3 separate regions of the Mus musculus genome follow, and regions 1 and 3 are each linked to region 2. A link is a contact called in public promoter capture Hi-C data. All regions are on one chromosome and are shown on one strand. The core of a region is the stretch at or near the end of the contact, and the rest is flanking DNA. Distances in the headings are between cores, read along the strand shown.

Region 1 (2,700 bases), core at 104-2,603, 1.3 Mb after region 2:
CCCTCTGAGCAGACCAAAGCGAATCACTCCATACCTAGGATCAGTAAATGCCACCAGGGAAGAAAACAGCTGATAACTGCCCTTAGCCCAGACATTGACAAAGGATTTATTCAATTGTGTTACCTCCTGCAGCACAACAGTTAATGTGGAAATGACAAATTTGAATTGTAGTAAGAAAATTGTCTCAGAGAATAAAGTAGAGGCAACTCGACTTCTGTATCAGCCTGGCCTTAGAAAGTGATAAGTCCCCTGAAAATGGAGTAAGTCCTTAGAGTTCTTGGACAACACAGAGTTCAAGACAGAAATACAGGACTGTCTGCTAAGAGCTCATACTAACACGTTTGCAGTTGTGGCAAGATCACACCACTTTCAAATAACACAGTATTCAATAATATGATCAAATATGGAAAGGATGGACATTGGGTAAACAAAATTTGTTGTTGCCATATTTTCTGACAGTTTCACTCATTGAATAAACAAACATTTGCTTTAATGTAGGGACTTGGTAAAGATGATGGGTCTTGTATGTACATGTATGTGCCTGCCTATGTGTATGTGCACATGCACAGGTGCCTGTGGAAGCTTGAGGTGAGTACTGGATCACTGCAGCTAGAATTACAGGCAGTTGTGAACCACTCCAATATGGGTACCGGGAACAGAACTCAGGTCCTCTGCAAGAGGAAGAAGTGGTCTTAATCAAAAGTCAATACTAGGTCCAAGATTAGTTTTACTTTAAGGAAATAAACTTCAGACTTAAAAGAATATTTTAAATTTTATTTATATGTATGTGTGTTTGCTTTCTTGAATTTATGTGTATTAGGTGTGTGCAGGATCCTACAAAGGCCAGAAGGGGGCTTCAGATCTCCTGGAAATTAGAGGCTGCTTATTTGCATGGACTATATCCGCAAATCTTAATTCATATTTAGAAGTATAATTTTTTTCTTGGTTAAATTCCTTTTTGTGCCCCCACCTTCCAAAACCACAATGGGGTGGATCTGTGTGTTTTAGGCATTGTTCAATTCATCCTACCTTTACTGATCAAATAACAAAATGCACATGAACAGAAGCCCCTAAGCAATAAAATACATCGACCCTCCAATATGCTTTTAATATCAATACTTAGGAAGGCAAGGTAGAAGGCATGGGGAAGAAAACCTACAGATAGGCGTTCTTGGCCCAGGAGGTCCGCGATTGTTGATTATTCACCTCTTTTAGCCAGCGCTGACACACGTGCAGCTGCTCTACAAGCCAGCCACGGAAAGCTGTTCTCTGAGGCCAGAATCCAGAGCGCCTGGCGTTCCTACTTCCGGCCCCGCCCCCGCCCCACAGTTGCTAGGAGACGTGATGTCACCGGAAGCGAGGCCTGGGATAGGCTGAGGCCTGGGGAAACCTCTCCCACACGGCCGCTTGGGTGCCAGCGCTGGCTCTCCAGCTGTTCCTAGGCCGGGGCGAGGGTCTAGAGAGGGAGAGCGGGCTGCGGCCGGTCTCCGCTCCCCAGCCGCCGGCTCCGCGGCAGTTAGTGCTTCCCTCGAGCCGGCAGCCTGGTTGGTCGCTTCCGGGCGGCTGCCCGCGCTCCTGACTGACAGGCGCCGTCCGCACCGCCCGCGCCACCCGCCACGTCTCCGCTCTCTGCCGGCGCACGGCGTGGCTGCCTGCCGACCGACCTCTTTGAGCCCAGCGCGATGTGGGTTCCCGGCTTCGGATCCGCGCGACTTCCCCAGCGCCGGCGCTCCGGGTTGGAGTCATCCTCGGTGCGGCCGCTGTGGCTGCTGCTGCTGTTCCTGCTGGCAGCCGTGCGGCCAGTGCGCGCCTGGGAGAGCGGAGACCTGGAGTTGTTCGACTTGGTGGAAGAGGTGCAGTTGAACTTCTACGAGTTCCTCGGGGTGCAGCAGGTAAGCGCGGCGGGCCGGACCTCCTCACCCAGCCCGGTCCACTTGACCGCCATCTCTTCCCAGTTCCTCACTGTCGGCCCAACTTCGGAACTTCTGATCTGAGTGTTAGGCTGGACGGTGCAACTACCTTTTCTTTGGCTTTCTGGAGACCATCCTTCCCCCACCCCGCGAGCTGTGCTGAAGGAAGAAGGAAGAGAGATGTAGGCAGACCGATTTTTAACACTCAAGTGTGACACAGTAACCATGTATCACCCCAAATTGTCATCTTCCCACTTAAACATATGTTTACTCCAACTGCCTCCCTCTCCCTCGTCCTTTCTGGGAAGACTGAAATACATTTTGCCCAGCGTCTGTTAGCAGTTTTCTTGCACTGTATTTTGTAATCGTTAAAGCCTGCTATTAGTGTTTGTGTAGCAGTTAGAAATCTGGAAAAATTTGAAGCCTCCTCCCGCTTGGTCCTAGAACTCATTAGAGAAGTTGTGACACTTTCAGGGTTTGAGGTGTTTGGAGTGCTGTTGAAAGAGGAGGTCAGGATAGTCTTGTGTATACGTCCTTGCCTCTCCATTGATTTCATTTCAGGTTTTAACTTGGGTCTTTAACTTGTAAAATCTCTTGTTCCCTTTTATTTCTACTTGAAAGTGATTGAGTGAGGGTATTTATTCAGACTACCTCAAACAATGAACAGAAAAAAGAAGACATGTTAATAACTAATAATAACTTCATGATCATGGAATGAGAGAGACTTCCACAAGCTATGATTGAGTCCTTCACACAAGATGTAAGTTGTGAAGCAAAAACAACAGCAGCA
Region 2 (3,013 bases), core at 91-2,590:
CCCCCACGTCGCCCTCAATGAGTGGGCTGAAGTGGTCCAGGTGGTCCGCGATGTAGTGCACGGTCTGCTCCCTCAGCTCCCGGTGCAGGCTCTGGTCCCCGTACACAGTCTTGCTGACAGCTCGGTAGAGGCAGTTGCCGTCGGGGATGATGTGGAATCGGTACTTGTTTCTCTGCCTCAGGTACTTGTCCTGCCTCTCCACCTCGGCCAGGTACAGGGCTAGCTTCTCGTCCCTGGGATCCGCCCGGGACGTGCCTACGGCTTCGCCTTCGCCGTTCTGGGCCGGCTCGCCGCTGCTCCGAGCGGGTGCCGGAACCGGGTGAGCCTCGGCTTCGGGATCTTGCCGTCGGAGCGCGTCAGACCCGGAGGCGTCGCTGCGACCGCTCGCCCGGTCCCAACCCCGGGAACTGCGCTCCGCCCGGCGCTCTTCACCCCACGGGCCGGAGCCCGGGCCGGCGCCGGGCTCCGGGCCGACGGGGGCCGGTGCAGGGGCCCGGTGCTGGGAGGCTGCCAGGGCCTGGCGGTGCTCGCTCAGTCGGAAGTTCCTGTCCGGAGCGTCGCGGACGGCGTTCGGGGCCGCGGGCTCGTCGGGCCGGAGCAGCTCTTCCAGCAGCCAGGCAGAGGAACCGCGACGCGGCGGCGAGGGGGCTGAGGGTGGCGGCAGCAGGAGGCGCTCGGCGCCCAGGGCCCGCACGGCGATGTGCGCCGTGGACGTGAAGTGCGGCGGCAGCGGCGGCTTGCTGCACGCGCCCGGCGGGGCGGCGGCGGACCCGGACCGCTCGAAGCAGGCAGAGAAGGCGGGCATGGCAGCGGCGGCGGCGGCTTCGCGTGGTTCGGTGGCCGCGGCGGGTGGGCGCTCTCCGGTATCCGGCTCCGGGGCCGCGGCGGCGGGGCTGGCTGACTGCAAGGAGACCTTGAAGGCGGCGGCGGCGGTGGCAGGCGGGGCGGCGGCCGTGGGCCCCGGCGTGCCCGCAGGGTAATGGGTGCACACGCTGCTGTAGAGCTGCATGGCCGCGGCCGCCCGCGGCCCCTTATAGCTGCGAGCCCGGCTTGGAGACACACCCTCGGGCGCAGTGCCCCGGAGCCCGAGAATAGCGCTGAGCTCAGCGCCGCGGGCCGCCGCGTCAGGAGCCGCGAATAGCGCCCGGGCCGCGACCCAATTCGTGCTGCGCCACAGCGCGCGGGCGGTCCGAGGGCACCGGAGGGCGCGCGCTCGGCCGGGGACTCGGGCGTAGGACGCTGGCGCAGCTGTGCCCCGCGCCGGCCGCTGGGGACGGTTGGAGGAGCTGCCCGCTCAGACGAGCGCCGCCCGCCCGCAAGCAGGAGTGCAGCGCGCGGATGGTAGGAGGCGGGGCCGCGCTTGTTTACCTCAGGCCGCGCGGCCGCGTCACGTGGTCCCACAGGAATGCGCGCCCCATTCAAGCGGGGCGGCCCCGCCCTCCAGCGGAGACCTCATGGGCGTGGCCGGGGAGGGCGAGGCGGGGGCTGGACTACGGACATGCGCATTGAGTGCGCTCCCAACCTGACTACGGTTGCTGGCTGCCTGGTACCTGGGAAGCAGATCTGTGGGCTATGCGGCTGTCCTGCTGTGTGACGCTGTGGCGGGACCAGCGTTGCTGGGGCAAACAAATAGGTTGGAATAACGTTTTTCTAAAACACTTCCGGACTAGGGACTGAGCTCTACCTTCAGGGCCAATGGCATTCAACTTCTTGAGTCGTTTCCTCCAGTTAACGTGTTTGGGTCTGGTCTACACGGTCTTGCTGCCCCGCTAAGCAAAAATAGACGTTCCTGCACTGCTAACTTAAGTCACCTAGGAAATGCAAGGGCGAAAGGAAGGCTTTTCAACAGCCTTCCTTGGAATACCAAATAACATGCCGCCTTAAAGCCTTTTGAAAGTAGATCGCGACTGTTAAACTTTGAGGCAAGAGGCACACAACCTGTTTTCTGGAACAGCACAGCAAAATGAAATAACAGACTGAACTGTGCTTCCTCTGCAACGGAAAGCCAGAGTGTTATCAAATTGGTACCTACTTGCAGTAACAGTAGCTTTTGCCTTATTCTGAGTTTCAATCCAATTTTAAATTTAGTTTCCAGATATACAGATTGAATTGGAGACTACTTCTTGGTATGGAAAAACAGCCTGCAGGTTGTACTACCTGCGCGCCACCATTCTGCTTGGAACATAATTTATGCTTGTTACTAGGGTCTCTCGTTGGGGGTTCTTAGTCTCCTTAATCAAATAAATTTAAAATGTTCAAAAGGAAGCTCGGGGGGGGGGCAATTTTACTAGAGTTTGAGAGGGTAGGCAATCTGCTAATCTTGGCAGGTGGCCAGAGAAGGGAAGGGGGGGAAAAAAAAGAAAAAAAGAAAAAAAGAAAAAAAAGCCATGCCCTTTTAAGTTAGGACTGGAAAAGGCAGGCCAGCAGGTTCAGCAATGGAGTTTGGCCAGCGGTTGCTCAGGGAAGGGTTGGTGTAACCCGCCTATCAAGACTGGAATGGGTGTATACTAAACAGATATACTAACCCTGTTATTTACCCCATTGGGAAAAAAAAAAATGGACACCTCTCCCCCCACCCCCACCCCGCCTCCGTACACTGATAGGCACATATGCCTGCACACACATTAGAATTCCTCCTAGGGATCTATCTCCTGCTGGGAGGGAAAAAAAAAAAAAAACCGGCTGAATCCCTGGGGACATCCAGAGAAGAAACTTATCTTCTGGAAATGACCTTTCAGGAGAGATTTGGAGCTGAGAAAGGAATGGATTGGGGACCACATTTGCCAGTGTTTAGTTAGGCAGAGCTTTTGTTTTGTATTTGAACCTCATCCTCAGGAAACCCAACTCCAAGGCAGAATTTGTGGATTAGTAAGATCTCTGTGTCCCACTTTCCGATGTGGCCACATTGAATAAATCTCCTTTTCTTTTTCTTGTGGCTTTCTTTTCCTTCATTAATTTGGCACTTTTAGCTGCCTTACTGAAGAAGGATGGCCGAACTTGAGTTGGAACACAG
Region 3 (2,899 bases), core at 234-2,733, 1.6 Mb after region 2:
CTGTTTAAGACTACACAGTGAGTCACCCAAAAAAACATTATCTAGTCTTTCGTCCTGAACCCCCAATCCCCTAACGACTTGAAAGGGACAGTCTTCAATAAGCAGAAAAACATGCTAAAGAGTTCCCCGTGGGGGAGTGGGAGGGAAGGGGCGATTAAGGGGGTACCCAAAACATTCACCCCATGAGAACATCTAAAAATAGACTCAACCTCCAAAGGCTCTTGGGGCACCACCAGCACTACTTCTTGGGGTCCATGACCAGGTCGGCTCAGCCCAGACACTCCCTCAGGGACACCTTCCAGTGTCTTCGCAGAAGCACCCAGTGGCCCCCAACAGCAGGGTCCATGCCAGAGAGCTCTGGGTGCAGCGGGCAGGGCCCACCTTCTCTCTCTCTCCCTCTACTCAGAGGCAGGTTGTCCCAGGCCACAGGAAGTCTCCTGACAACGCTGCGGCAGACCGGGAGCAGGCAGGGGAGGGGGAGGAGGCCTCCGGTTCCCAAAGCCACCACGCGCCGTCACCGTGACTCCAGCGCGGGTCTCGCGCTCCCACCCTACCCTGCGCAGGACGCGGCCCGACGCCGGCGGCCACCTAATGACACTTGAGTGAGCGCGGAGTCACGTGATAGCCCGGGCCACACGCACTTTCTCCCACAGGCCGGGGCACAGCCCGAGCCCGCGGCGACCACGCCGGGCTCCCGCGGGCTGCGCGCCGGGCGGGGCGGGGGGCGGGGCGAGGCGGCGGCGGGGGCGGAGCGGCGGCGGCGGCGGGCGGGCCGGGGGAGGGGCGGCGGTGGCAGTTGCCGCCGGGCGGGGGAGGGGAGCCGTGACGGTTGGGAGCGGGCCGGTTCGGCCCGGCGGGCGGTTGGGTGTTTACCTTGATGCACCGCGACGCTGCAGCCGTGCCCGTCGCAATAAACCAGCGGGTTCTCGGCCCAGCCTCTCTCGTCTGAGCAAACGCAACAGCCTCCAATCATTTCCTTCATACTATGGGAGACCTCGTCCTCCAGTGACACGGGCCGGTCGCTAGAGACCATCTAAGAGGGAGTTGGGGGGGACCATTAACAAACACAAGCAAGCCACCGAGAGCTCCCCACACGCAGCCCTTCGCGCCCGCCCTCCCGCCAGCCCGATCGACCGACCGACCCCGGCCCGGTCTCCGCCAGCCCGCCCGCCCTCCCTCCCGCCCGCTCGGCCGCTCGCTCACTCGGGCTTTGCCGCTCAGTCACTCACGTTCCGCACAGGAGTCAGGAGCCATGTCCTTGCTGACTCCCCCCACCTCCCCGCCACCGTCTCCTCCTCCTCCTCCTCCTCCGCGGCGTCCTCCCTCCCCACCTCCACCCGGCCGCTAACGCCGCCGCCCGAGGAGGGCACACATAATCAAGCAGGCCTCCGCACAGGCGCACTGGGGGGCTCCCGCTGGGCCCGGGGCGGCGAGGGAGGGGAAGGGGCTGCGCTTCCTCCTCCGAGCGTCACCCGGCGTACGCGTCGGCCCGCCCTGCGGCCGGCGTGAGGGAGGCGGCCCAGAGAGGCGAGGCCTGCGTGCGCGCCGCCGCGTCCCCTGGCCCCTGCCTACCTCCAGGCTTTCCCCTCCCCCGCACCGCTCGGCGGCGCCGAGGTGTGCGGAGGTGGGGGACGAGCGGAGTCGGCTGCTCAGCGCGGCCGGAGTGAGTCTACCGGAGGGCTCTGGGGCGCACGAGGGCCGGGACGTTGGGCGGCCGTCGCCTCGCGGGCCCCGGGCGCGCATGAGGAAGAGGCCGCGGCGGGGCGGGGTGCGGTGGGGGCCGGGGTCGCTGAGAGGCGCCCCCGGGGGCGTCTCGTGGCGCCGGGAACCTACCTGAAGGCCTGTGCCTCGAGAACTGGCCCGCGGGTAACAATGGTTGGGAGAGGGTGCCAGCTTCCATGAAGGGTGTAATGAAGCATGGCTTCCTGCAGTTGGCCGCGCTAACTTCACAGTACTGTCGCAGCTTCGCCACCCATTAAATTCACGTCCTGGATTCTTCCCAAAGTTCACCCAGTGGAAGTGTTACCAGATCTACCGCCCACTTACGCACCTTCTTGGCCCCCGTGGCAAATGAAAGTGCATCACAGACAGGCAAAAAGCCTGTGTTTGGGCTATATTCTGAGCGGGAGCCCCAAGACTGCATTATAGCTTGGTAGGTATACAAGTGGTTGGTCGCGTTAGCAACGTAATAGTCTGATCTGGAAAAATGCAGCTAAAGGAGGAAGGAACCCACGTTCTAGCCTGTCACCAAAGGTTAACAGCATTGAGAGTGTGGTGCCCAGTTTAGATTGAGGATTCCTCTAATCTTAGCTCGATTCTCCAAATTTACCTTTTCAAATGTGATGTCATTTAAATTGGAGAAATATGAGAGCTTCCTCCCAATACACAAATAAAATATAGATTAGATTAGACCAATGTTAGCAGATTAATTAGCTAGATATTGAGTAGTTTTTAAGCTACCAAAAAAATGTTTCCCTAATCCTTTCTCCATGTACACCCAATATTGATTTTAAGCAAAAAGTGTTCGTTCATTAAACTTTAGCATGAAATGGGAATTATGAATAGGCTATTTAAATGACAAACAGTTCCAAGGCAACTTCATGGTTTTTGGTTAATTACAAGTACAAAGGGCTTATTAGAAACTAACAATATAATATGGTCTGGAAAATACACTTACATGATGCTAAAACACCCCAAGTTCTAAGCACTCCACAGAAAATATATTAAGTTTTAAAATGTTCAAAAAGGGTAATGTGGCTGTTCTTTTCCTATTTCAAAATAATTGCTAAAGTTGTAAGAATAGTGATCGATACAGCACAATGTAAGCATCTGTGGTCAGATATATTCAAAAGCTATGTGAAATCCAAACTAATGGGGGATTTACCAAAGCTTGTGATAG

The links. Promoter capture Hi-C pulls out the DNA fragments that hold promoters and counts their contacts. Capture Hi-C pulls out chosen DNA fragments and counts their contacts.
Region 1: a promoter capture Hi-C map of adipose tissue shows a contact between it and region 2. The contact joins the promoter of Dnajc1 here to the promoter of Otud1 in region 2. A contact is called at or near these places in 5 of 39 promoter capture datasets (hematopoietic stem and progenitor cells, hippocampal neurons, liver and 2 more), 1 of 484 Hi-C or Micro-C datasets (pre-megakaryocyte-erythroid progenitors), 2 of 115 datasets of contacts at active chromatin or transcription factors (astrocytes and large pre-B cells) and 2 of 9 other capture datasets (adipose tissue and liver).
Region 3: a promoter capture Hi-C map of pre-B cells shows a contact between it and region 2, with 13 times the contacts expected there. The contact joins the promoter of Mllt10 here to the promoter of Otud1 in region 2. A contact is called at or near these places in 4 of 39 promoter capture datasets (the C10 cell line, erythroid cells, liver and 1 more), 5 of 484 Hi-C or Micro-C datasets (CD4 T cells, the HL-1 cell line, cardiomyocytes and 2 more), 4 of 115 datasets of contacts at active chromatin or transcription factors (astrocytes, cardiomyocytes, large pre-B cells and 1 more) and 1 of 9 other capture datasets (liver).

What each region holds. Positions count from the first base shown.
Region 1 is chr2:18,391,483-18,394,182 of GRCm38.p6, reverse strand. Dnajc1 (DnaJ heat shock protein family (Hsp40) member C1) reads left to right here and starts at 1,353. Exons shown (of 12, transcript NM_007869.3): 1 at 1,353-1,892. The coding sequence starts at 1,683.
Region 2 is chr2:19,656,058-19,659,070 of GRCm38.p6, reverse strand. It overlaps Otud1 (OTU domain containing 1), which reads right to left and starts at 1,340. Exons shown (of 1, transcript NM_027715.2): 1 at 1-1,340. The coding sequence starts at 1,009. Gm3230 (predicted gene 3230) reads left to right here and starts at 1,174. Exons shown (of 1, transcript NR_033642.1): 1 at 1,174-3,013.
Region 3 is chr2:18,063,169-18,066,067 of GRCm38.p6, reverse strand. Mllt10 (myeloid/lymphoid or mixed-lineage leukemia; translocated to, 10) reads right to left here and starts at 1,483. Exons shown (of 23, transcript NM_001252560.1): 1 at 1,204-1,483; 2 at 874-1,033. The coding sequence starts at 1,033.